2 separate regions of the Zea mays genome follow, and region 1 is linked to region 2. A link is a contact called in public Hi-C data. All regions are on one chromosome and are shown on one strand. Each heading gives the region's core, a stretch centred on a gene start, on an enhancer-like site or on the middle of the called end of the contact. The rest is flanking DNA. Distances are from core to core; before and after follow the strand shown. Region 1 holds the start of LOC100193122. Region 2 holds the start of LOC100191667.

The links. Hi-C and Micro-C count contacts between places; a contact is called where the count stands out from the background.
Region 1: a contact with region 2 is called in a Hi-C map of leaf, with 2.4 times the contacts expected there. The contact joins the promoter of LOC100193122 here to the promoter of LOC100191667 in region 2. A contact is called at or near these places in 8 of 25 Hi-C or Micro-C datasets (ear, endosperm, leaf and 2 more).

The regions. Positions count from the first base shown.
Region 1 is chr4:122,158,031-122,164,057 of Zm-B73-REFERENCE-NAM-5.0, reverse strand. LOC100193122 reads right to left here and starts at 4,655. Exons shown (of 6, transcript NM_001138283.1): 1 at 4,540-4,655. It overlaps LOC109946035 (a long non-coding RNA gene), which reads left to right. Exons shown (of 2, transcript XR_002269143.2): 2 at 2,990-3,034.
Region 2 is chr4:122,024,045-122,030,053 of Zm-B73-REFERENCE-NAM-5.0, reverse strand. LOC100191667 reads left to right here and starts at 1,575. Exons shown (of 10, transcript NM_001137096.1): 1 at 1,575-1,764; 2 at 2,465-2,594; 3 at 2,754-2,926; 4 at 3,266-3,624; 5 at 3,714-3,777; 6 at 3,881-4,221; 7 at 4,306-4,722; 8 at 4,850-5,011; 9 at 5,091-5,179. The coding sequence starts at 2,482.

The DNA.
Region 1 (6,027 bases), core at 3,406-5,905, 130 kb before region 2:
ACCCTTTGGGATCTGGAAGACTTGTGTCTTGCCTTCTGGAGACGAGGCAAGCGGATTCTATGGAAAGGCATGGGCTCCTCACGAGATGACATTCACATGCACCCGACAGTTCGAACAGTCAATGCAGCAAGTGAAGATTCAAAACCTATGATGGACCGCTTGCTACAACAGTTCCAGGAAGTGTTTACAACACCTAGTGGCCTTCCCCCAGCTAGAAGGTGTGATCACAGGATCCATCTTCTGCCAGGAACAGTACCAGTAGCAGTTCGGCCATATAGGTACCCACAGCTTCAAAAGGATGAGCTTGAGGCACAGTGCATGACCATGTTAGAGCAAGGCATTATCAGATATAGCACCTCAGCTTTTTCAGCACTTGTCCTTCTAATGAAGAAACCAGATAATTCATGGCGTTTCTGCATTGACTACAAGGCACTCAATGAGAAAACAGTCAAGGATAAATTCCCTATACCAGTGGTCGATGAACTACTCGATGAGCTTCGAGGGGCAAAAATTTTCACTAAGTTGGACCTCCGTTCTGGTTATCATCAGGTTCGGGTTCACCCAGATGATGTCCACAAAACTGCCTTCCGGACGCACCATGGGCACTTTGAGTTTTTGGTTATGCCATTTGGCCTCTCAAATGCCCCAGCAACATTTTAGGCTTTAATGAATGAAGTACTGGGAGGGTTTCTCCGTCGTTTTGTCCTCGTATTCTTTGATGACATTCTCATATACAGTGCAACATGGACAGAACACCTAATACATGTCAAGGCAGTCCTAGAAACGCTACACACCAACAAGCTCTTTGTCAAAGAGTCCAAGTGTAACTTCGGGGCTACATCTGTTGCTTATTTGGGACACATAATATCAGCCAAAGGGGTGGCCATGGACAGTAGCAAGATTGAGGCAGTAACATCATGGCCAATCCCAAAATCACCACGAGGTCTGCGAGGATTTTTGGGACTAGCAGGCTATTACCGGAAATTCATCAAGGATTTTGGAGTAATCGCTGCTCCATTAACAAAGCTCCTCAAGAAAGAAGGCTTCAAGTGGTCAACCGACGCAGACTCAGCATTCCAAACACTCAAACAGGCACTCTCCTCAGCGCCAGTACTGCAGCTCCCAGATTTCGAGTGTCCATTCATAGTGGACTGCGACGCGTCAGGGTCGGGATTTGGTGCTGTCCTACACCAAGACCAGGGACCTATAGCCTTCTTCAGCCGGCCCTTTGCAGCACGCCATATAAAGCTAGCAACCTATGAAAGAGAGCTCATTGGATTGGTACAAGCAGTACGCCATTGGCGTCCGTACTTATGGGGTAGATAGTTTGTGGTGTGTACTGACCATTTTAGCCTCAAATATATGTTGGACCAACGATTGTCAACAGTACCACAACATCAATGGATTAGTAAACTGTTTGGATTTGACTTCAAGGTAGAATATAGAGCAGGAAGACTTAACACAGTGGCGGATGCATTATCGCGCCGTGATACAACCAATGAATCAGTTTATGCTCTGACAGCACCCACTTTCCAACTGTACAAAGATCTAGAAGAAGAATGTGCACACAGTGAGGAAGGGCAGCAGCTCAGTGCACAGATCAAAGAAGGAAGCTTAGGGGATCCATGGCATACACAGGAGGGACTAGTAATGCATGGCAACCGGGTGTTTGTACCAGGCTCCTCCACACTCATTCCAGCAATACTAGAGGCCGCACATTCTGCAGGACACGGTGGAGTACAAAAGACACTACATAAGCTCAGATCAGACTTCTTCATGCACAAAGACAGGGCACTAGTAAAGGATTGGGTGCGCTCCTGTGTCATCTGCCAAAAGAATAAAACCGAGGCTCTTCAACCAGCAGGCCTGCTTCAGCCTTTAGAAGTACCACGACAAGTATGGGCAGATATTGCAATGGACTTCATTGAGGGTCTGCCAAAGGTCCATGAAAAATCGGTAATATTGACAGTGGTTGATCGGTTTTCTAAATATGCACACTTCATTGCCATGAATCACCCATACACCGCAGCCACAGTAGCTCGAGCCTTCTTTGAGGGCATAGTAAGACTACACGGCTTCCCAAGTTCCATAGTCAGTGATCGGGATCCGGTGTTTACAGGAAACGTTTGGAAAGATCTCTTCAAACTTGCAGGGGTGAAATTGAAGATGAGTACAGCATTTCATCCCCAAACAGATGGTCAGTCTGAAGTAGTCAACAAAACCATTGCCATGTATTTGAGATGCATCACGGGGGATCGACCTAGGGCTTGGGTGGACTGGCTAGCCTGGGCTGAGTATTGCTACAATACATCATACCACTCAGCACTGAAAACAACTCCATTTCGTGTAGTTTATGGAAGAGATCCTCCACCACTTGTTCCATATCAACCTAGGACTACTGAAACTCAAATTGTGGACCAGATGCTCCAGGAACGTGGCCTGTTCCTTGGGGAGGTCAGAGACAGGCTACTACAAGCTCAAGAACAAGCACGCAGGTTTAATGATGGGCGACACCGTGAGCTCGAGTTCAGCATTGATGATTGGGTTTGGCTCCGTCTCCTACATCGAAATGCCCAGTCACTAGTCGACCACCCTAAAGGGAAGCTGGGACCACGTATGCAGGACCATTCCGTGTGATTGAAAGGGTGGCCACTGTGGCGTACAGATTGGAGCTGCCAAAAGGGACACGCATTCACGTCGTCTTCCATGTGGGACTCAAGCCATTTCGGGGCAGTCCCCCCTTACTGCCACCAGCCATGCCACCGATGGAAAACGGTCGACTGCTGCCATCTCCAGAGAAGATTATCAGAGCCCGATTGAAGAGAGGACAATGGCACGTGCTAATGCAGTGGAGTGAAGCAAAGCCAGAAGATGCAACATGGGAGCCCCTGCAGCAGTTCACAGCTTCATACCCTCAATTTCAGCTCGAGGACAAGCTGTTCGTCGAGGGAGGGAGAGATGTTATGACCGGCAATGTGTACAGCCGGAGGTCTAAAAGGCCGACTGGCCAGCCCATTGTAAGGGACGGCGCAGATAAAACATAGAGAGTTATTAGCAATTTCTGTTGCAAACAGATTAGGTATGTCCTAGAAGTAAGGAGTTGTTAGAGGGAGTTTGTTAGGATATGGAGTTTGTTACAGATTAGATAAGTCCTAGAAATAAGGAGTTGTTAGGGGGAGTTTGTTTCAATCAAGGACTATATAAGTCCTATCTCTGTAACCAGGATGGTCAGCGAGAAATTAATCTAAAGAAGAGATTATTTACTTGCCTCTCATTGTGCCCAGCCGTGCGACAGCACGGCGTCCTCTCGCCCCCGTTCTTCCAGCCTGCGCTCTACCCCCACCACTCATGCAACCTAAGGAGTAGAGATCATACCATACGTATTTATCATATCTTTAAATATCTTATACATATTTTAGTTTTGCTTAATCCGTTTTCTAAAATATAAAAATAGATAGAGGAAAGGTGAGACCTTATATAGAGAGGATGGAGAAGCGTCCTCTATATTTAGAAAACGTTGCAAAGAATACCGTTAGAGCATATAGAGGACGAAATCTTCTCTAAATATAGAGGGGTAGATGACCCTTTAGGCTGCCTCCAATAAGAGCCTATGAAGGCTCCTCTCCTCCAAATTTAGGTAATTCTCTCCTCTATCCCCTCCAGCAGGGTTCCCTAAATATAGAGGATGTTCCTCTTTCCTCTGCATATATGGATTCTTTCTACTCTCCTCTATCATATTAAACAAAACTAAGATATGTATAAAACATTTGAGAATAATAACAAATATGTACGCATAAAAATTTAAAATAAAATATGTCTTTAATATGGGTATTTATATATAAAATTGATAACGGTGTTGAAAAGGAACGAGATATAAGAAAAGAATCTTTTATAGAGAACCTACATGGATATAAAAGATGAATATAAAGGACGTTGTTACCAATAGGATGGTACCAGGAGTCAATGTGCAAATGTGAAGCTACAAGATAGGATGGATTCAGAACTCCAAGATTAATTTCACCTATCTTCTCACGTTCTCAGATGGCTGCTAATCAGCTAGAAAAGGTTAAACAAAAAAAATGGCATGTATGTCCCACAGACGACAAAAGCATCGACCAGAGTAGAGCGCATATAAACGAGTTATATTCAACAATCAACATGCTGATATATTGCCCAAAAACTCAATCGACAGCCGATATATTGCCCCAAAACTCGATCAACAACATCGCCACAACACCAGAGCTGACCTCGATTGCTGGTGGAAATAACGAGGAGGGGCATACTTCACAACAAAGAAAAGAACACCCGATACACATCCGAACTTGATCTAACATCTCGCCATCAAATAAGTGACTGGAGAATAAATCCACAGTAGCCCGAACAAAAAAAACCCCAAAATTGGCGCACTACTCGTCATTAGATCAATAACAATAGAATCCACCATACGCACCGGCGGAATTTCTATCGAAAGCTCCAAAAATTCATGATGGGCTACGCAGATTAGACAGAGGAGGAAGAAAAGGATAGAGGATTAATTACTTGCTCGAGAAGAACCGGCGGCGCTTGGCCGCTTGCGCGGCGGGCGGGAGCAGCTGCGGCCTGCGGGTTGAGGACTTGAGGTCAGGGTGCTGTCGATTTATCTCCCGGTGCAAAAAAGGTCGCCCACCGCGGCACGCCGTGTGCCTATCTCCTCCTCCTGTGACGTTTTATAACGGCCCAATTGTGAGGGCGCCGTATCGTAGCGGCCGTGCGGCCGTGCCGACTTCGGAGTTCTTGCCTGCCGCCGCGCGCGTTGCGTGGCCTCCCCGGAGTGCCCCTAGGCCGTCGGATCTGCGTCCGCGCTCCTGCCGACTGCGGGGACACGAGCCGCCTGGCCGGAACAAAAACGGAAGTGTTGGCCACGTCACCCGTACGATGGTTCTTGTTTTTCGGGGACTAGCAGATTGGCTCACGGATGTTTTCCTGGTGTAGTGGTGTTCGAGGACGAGGACGTCCTCTATTCGCTCCAGCAACATACTCTAAACGGTTCTCTAAATTTAGAGAACGCTGCTGGATACTCTATATGTAGAGTTTCTCTAAACGGTTCTCTATCTATTTGAATACTTTAAACAATCGGTTTAATAAAACTAAAATATGTACAATACATTTGAGAGTATGACAAATACGTATGTACAAAAATTTAAAAATTAAAAATGTCTTTAATATATGTATTTATATATAGAGGACGTGATTTAGAGGACGTTGTTGGAGAGAAAGTAGATATAGGAGATGGAATCTTTTAGAGAAAACTGTAAAGGACGGATATAGAGGACGTTGTTGGAGACAGTCTTAGAGATTTGCTGTAGGAAATTCTTCTATCCTAGGCTGTGATATGGATTCCCATTTAGATGTAAATGAAGAAAATTTCATCACCGATTGTTAAGTAAGGACAGAGACAGAAGCATTTCATATCCATATTTTCTGTAGGATCAGTTAAACTTGTATGTATCGATAGTTTTATATAATAGTTAAAAATAAAATAATTATTTTTTTAAGAGATCACTCATTATACAAATATGTTTGTTTTAACATCTGACAATGTATATAAGTGATAATGTTCTGTATTAATAACAAAAATATATATGTACGAACTATAATTTAAGTGGAGACGAGAATCCCCATCGTGGACTTATCCCACTGGAACGGGGATGTGGAGGAAATGTCCTCTTCAAACGTTCGTGGAGATCTCTATGGAGAAATTTTTTGTCACGGAGACAGGGATGTGGAGCTATTCCCCGACAGTAAATTTCCTATTGCCATCTCTATAACATTGTCTCCATGTATATGATCGTGAAAAATACACTATAGATAGAACTATTTGCAAAGAGGAGTTTGAAATATGGATGTGATAAAAGATGTGGTGGAGATTGGCTAAGAGATTGAAGGTGGCGGTTGAGACGGTGGTGGCAGATGGAGCACGGTAACAATCGAGAGGATGGAGTGACGGATGCCATGTGCAAAATGATGAGAGAAGGTGGTGTTAGAAAT
Region 2 (6,009 bases), core at 326-2,825:
GATGGACTCGCAGTCGAGTCGGACTTGATGTCCTTCCTGTTGTGGACGCCCTTGCTGCTCCTTCTCAACCCCTTGGCATTTTCCAAGTCCTTGTTGGTCCTCTCCAAGGTTCCTAATCATCAAAACATCAATGACCCCAAGCGTAAGCTCTAAAACACAATTGGCTAGGGTAGAATGTACCTGGATATTTAGCTGTCATGCACGCGATCGTGTTATCGGTCCATACATTGTATGTATAGAAGTGACCTCATCACCTTTGGCACATCGTCACTCCTCTCAAATGGTTTGTCAAGTTAAGGGTCATGTCGTCATGATGTGATCTCTAGTAGATCGCATCAGGGTCATGTGGTGCTCCACCTTATTTTGGTAGATCTTATACTAAGCATTGTTGTTCACAAGATCTGCAGTGATCATGTGTAGAATCAATCTACTATTTCACTTAGGCTTCATCTACATACATGTATCGTTAGATTGGTTGTTGCATTCCACGACATACGACTGCAACATGTGCTAGATGGACTTCCTTGGAGAACCTGATTTGTGTTTGCGTGTATGGGCATCAACTTGTGGTTATAAATGTTCCTAGGTTGTTGGTATGATACATGTTATAGATCTAGGATATCCCTATGAACGGTTCACCGTTTATCTAGCCCTGATTTCAGCATATGGTGTGGGTAATTCTGATGTCTCTCTGCCCTGCTTCTTTGCCTTTGGTTGTGTGCATGACATGCATCGATCTAGGACCAATCATTGTCTAAATCACATTTTAGGCATGGTTATTTACTTTTTGGTCGTTTTCAATGCACATTTATTCACCTATTTTACCCGACTCAAAAAGAGAATAATCGGCTCGAGGAAGTCGATCATTGCGAACAACATGCGTCAATACATATGATCAGATCATAATTTGATGTTTTATTTATTGTTGTGTATCTATAGAACGATTCATCGATCATTGTACACTCTCCCTGATTGATAGGTCAATATATGTGGTATGTTTAGAACCTGACCACCGCTAACACTTAGAGCCGCGTTCAAGATAGACGATCATAGCAGCCACATCTCAGCTCTACTTGTTTCGGCCGTCCGGATGACCACACGTCTGTTTTGCGCTAACTATAATACATTTTACTACTTTTAAAGTATATATACACTTATACTTAGTGAGTGTTTGAATGCAATAGAACTAAGAGTTAGTTAACTAAAAATATACTAGTAGAATTAGCTAGCTAACAAATAGTTAGCTAACTAGTAGCTAATTTACTAAAAATAGCTAATAACTGAACTATTAGCTAGGATGTTTAAAAATTAAATGTCTTTAGCCATTTTTTACCACTACCTATTATTTTTAGTGCACCCCTTTACTTTTCTTTCTTTTTTATAAAATAATGAACGCAACCCCAATCTAACACATGTTGGAGTGAAATTTCACTCTCCCTCTCTCCTCGCCCGCCGCCTGAAAATTTTCGCCTCGTTGTCTCTATTTCTTTTCAGACCGCACCTTTTCAGTGTCCGCCACCACTTCTCCCTTCACAACCCCAACCTCGAAAACGAAGGCGCCAAACCATTCCCCAAACGCTCTCGCGTCCGCCCGACAGCTCGCCTGCCTGCCTCTCCGTCGTCGCCGAGTCCCTCGCCGGCTCTACCAGGCGGTGGCGAAGGCACTTCGGCGGGGACGCTCAACCGCCCCGCGGGCGGCGTCGACGGTCGGTTCCCGGCGGCCTCGCGGAGGTTGCATCCCGTGTCGAATCGAGGTATTTGTCGGTGAGATCCGCGAACCCTAGCGCGTTTCTTATTTCTTCGTTCTGTTTGTTGCGGGTGGGTCGTACTGCGGCAAGGGGCATCGCTGCACGTGGGGGATGGCGCGGTCGGTGCCTCCGCGGATGTGGCGTGGGCTACCTGGCCCAGATAGGAACCGGGCATTGGATTATGGGTGGCACGGATGCTGCGGCGTAATACGCCGCTGCTGGGATCCAGTGGTGTGGGAAATGAGAGAGTTCGGGATTGTTGGGGTTTCTGGGTTGTTAGATTTCGAGCTGCTTTGCCCATTTTGTGAGGTTAGGGTCCAGGGTTGCTTTTGGACTCGTTCACCTTGCGCTTGTTCATTTTGCACAAGTGCTGGGCGGCTTAGTGTGACTCGTGATAGTGTTGCATTGATGCACTGCGCTTGATGTGGGTAACAAAAGAGCAAGTTTCAAGATGCTGCTCTGATGTGGTGTGTTTTCCATTTTCTGATGGAATCATTTCTAGCCAGATTTTACATTAGATTGCCTTTCTCATTGGTCCAAGAACAAGGTGCTCGTACTATCACTATGTACACTCTTGTAATTGTTCCTTATTACTCATTTGTGCCTGGAGCTGTTGGCAGATTGCATTACAAATCAACTTATTTGCACTGTTGTAGATTATTCCATGCAAGAGCTTTACGGGAGAAATGAAAGTTGTGCTTTATTTTCAAGTGCAGGCAGGATCCTACGCCAAATGCCTCTCTTTGATAAGAAACCTTTCTCCTTGCTGGAGCCCCCTAAGGACTTGGATTCAAAGGAGAAGGTGTTCCAAATTCGATTCACGAAGGAGATATTCCGAGATTATGAGTATCCTTTCTGTATGCTGCTGTTGCAGTCAAATTTGCTGTTATCTGTGCTGGAACATTTTTGGCCAATGGTTGTGCAAGTTTTTTGTGCCTTTTGCATTTGCAGGGAAGTAGTTTAGCAATGCATGTTTTGAAGCTTGTATCCTTAACAACAAATCAGAGAATACCTGAAGAGGCTAAACCTTTATCGTCAAAGAGTTTGGACATGTAATATATCTGGAAAATCTAATTTAACTTTTGAAGAAGCTTTGGTATCTGAGCACAAAGCGATGGAGAAGGCTCAAAATTTGCCAACTGAGCTAATGGCTCAAGTTCTTCGGATGACTCAATACAGTAAGTGTTTTTTTTTTAAAAAAATCCGGTACCTCATATGTTGTGGTTCTGGATGGTACACTTACATTTCACATGTTCTTGTTTCAGCAGTAACATTTGTCAAAAATCATTAATTTCATTTAATTATCATATGTAACTTCAAATTACATGTTTGGAAGCTGGAAATTACATGTGAAGTATTGCAAGTAGATCTAAGATTCAGTTAGTGTCATGCAATAGTAAACTGTACTGGAGCTACACTGTTATTCCGAAGCACAATGCACTGCTTGCCAATTACAAAACATCTATGTTATGACAGCAATCTGAATTCTATTGTATTCATGTTTACTTTTATTTCAGGCCCTCTTGGTTTATATGAACTTGTTGATAAGATATATGCTAGTCTGCTGGAAGAAGTATTTGAGGGAATAGAATTACATGCTAATAAGGATGGTAATGTGGCACCTTGCAAGATTTTGAAGATTTTAGATTCTGGTGGCACAAAGATGTGTGAAGTTGGTTGGATTCGGAAGGGTAAGGCTATAACCAACACATCAGTAATCAAAGCTGCAGATCTGTTTTACCGGAGGGCACCTGTTAGCAGGAATACGCTGAAGTTTTTTATTAGAGATGCTACGTCACAAAGTAATCCATGGGTTATCCATGAGAATCTTGCCAAAAAATTTGGCATAACCATCGAGCCCCCTGATAGTGTAATGGTGAGTATCCCACATTTTGTTTCTCATGTATGTTACAAACCTGCAGCAGTAAACTATATTTCTTTCTCTATTATAATGAATATTTGCAGAAGAAAGGGAGAAAAAGACAAGAGAATGAAACTGTTGAAGATGGAAGGAAAAAGCTCAAGACAGGTGATTCAACTGAACCTTAACCGCCTGTAGTGAACTAGCGATGGTTTTCTTCATTGTTAGTTTGTTACAAGCTTCTAATCATTGATCCTCGTATGATTTCCAGATGAAGAACATGCTTATGTGCTGATTAAGTATCCAATAGATGATCTGCTAGTAAGGCCCAATGCAGATGATCCGTCTTTATTTAAGAGACCTCTTCTGGCTACAGATTTTAGAGTACCAAGATGTTCTGTGGGAGATCTCCTTATGGTATGGGACTTCTGCTCGTCTTTTGGGAGGGCTCTGAATCTGTCCCCATTTCCGCTAACAGATCTGGAGAATGCAATTTGCCACAAAGAAAGCAATGTTCTTCTTGTGGAAATACATGCAGCTTTGTTTCACTTGCTTATGAAGGATGAAGGTGACTATTTCACTGTTCCGCAGAACAAGAAACAGAAGTTAAAGGTTCTCCCTTTAGTACTATTAAGATCGATTGCCCTTCTTTATTGACTGCACATCACATCCTTTTTTTCTGTGCATTCATTGCAGGTAAGTTCAGTAACATGGGCTGAGTATCTATGTGACTTCTTGGAAATGACAAAAAATGAAGAACTATCCACTAACATTGCAACAGTAAGAAGGGGATATTATGGTCTTATTGACACTAATATAAAGCTTAAGATCCTTCGGGAACTAGTGGAAGAAGCTATTGAAACCTCTGCCATAAGGGAGATACTAAGTGATCGTGTGGACCAGAAACAAGTCCTTAATGCAACAAAAAGAGAGAACACCAGAAAGGACAAAAAAGAGCAAAATCTGAACACTGAAATTGCCATGAAAAATGAGGAGAATCAGACAGATGCTGTGCAAGGTGGCCATGAAGGTGTAGATGAGCTGGTTAGGAGAAAAGAAGAAAATGACAAGAGTAATATTTCTCGGGGTAGGACAGAAGTGAAACGACACATGGTGAGCACTTGACTCAAGTGTATTTGCATTTGCAGATAACACCAAAATATGTATTCTAGTCATGTTCGGTTGTATTTGGCAATGTCTGGTATTGAGCCTTTTTTATTGGATTTTGAATGTTTTGAAGGTACAGCACCTTGAGACGGAGATCGAGAAATTATCCATCCGTTCCAGCCCTCTTGGTAAAGACAGACAGTACAGTAGGTACTGGTTTTTCAAGCGTGAAGGAAGACTTTTTGTTGAAACTGCAGATTCCAGAGAATGGGGTTACTACAGCACTAAGGAAGAGGTGACTGATGATCTGGTTGTAAATCTGTATTTTCACCATCTGTGGCTGCTGAAATATTTTTTGTGTGTGGAAATGACAGCTTGATGCGCTCATGGACTCATTGAATGTCAAAGGTATAAGGGAGAGAGCTTTGAAACGGCAACTAGAGAAGTTCTATAGTAAGATAAGGTATGTTAATGTTCGCTAACCTTAGTTTTTGGTGCCTGTATTGGACCTTGGTTTTGACTTCTGTTGATCATATACTTGTTTTAGACCATATTGTGGTTCACAAGGTTATTAAAACGATTGGGTGAAGTTGACTTTGAAACGTTTAAACGAAGTTCGTTTAAACGTAGTTTTAAACAACATAGAAAAAACACCAATATATCATAATTTCAGACAATAACATGAAGTTAAATACCAAAATAGAGAGGTTAGTGGCTTACCAAAACTTCACCAATGAGCTGGATTGGACCCATAAGTAACTAGCATACTGGGCCCAAAAGTAGCTAATGGTCTAAAACACATGAAACCGCGTTTTACAGTATAGAACGCCAAAACGCGGTTTCAACCTGTAATTAGAGTTTTGACGTTTAAACATAGTTTTAATAACGCTGGTGATTCATTTGAGAAGGCTTTCTGCTTTCGTGACCTGTGATGTCTTGGTAATCAGTGTACTTGTACTTGGAGGCTTACAAGGTGTTTGGTTTGTGGAATCAAACCATCCTAGATGAGATGGTGCATCATATGTCCATTCTTCAAATTAGGTGGAATGATTCCATTTCTCATATCATTACCAATTATTAGCTTGTGAGGAATGGAGTGATAAATGATGGTGCATCAACCTATTCCATTTCAGGAAAAAACGAGGAATCAGTAGGCAATGGACTAACTCATTCCTCAACCAAACACCCTGTTAGCTCTCTTATTTGTTCGGTTTTGTTTTCTGGTCGTAATGTTCACAACTGCTGATTCTGCAGTCTATACTGTCTTCCATACAGGGCTTGATGCTAACCTTA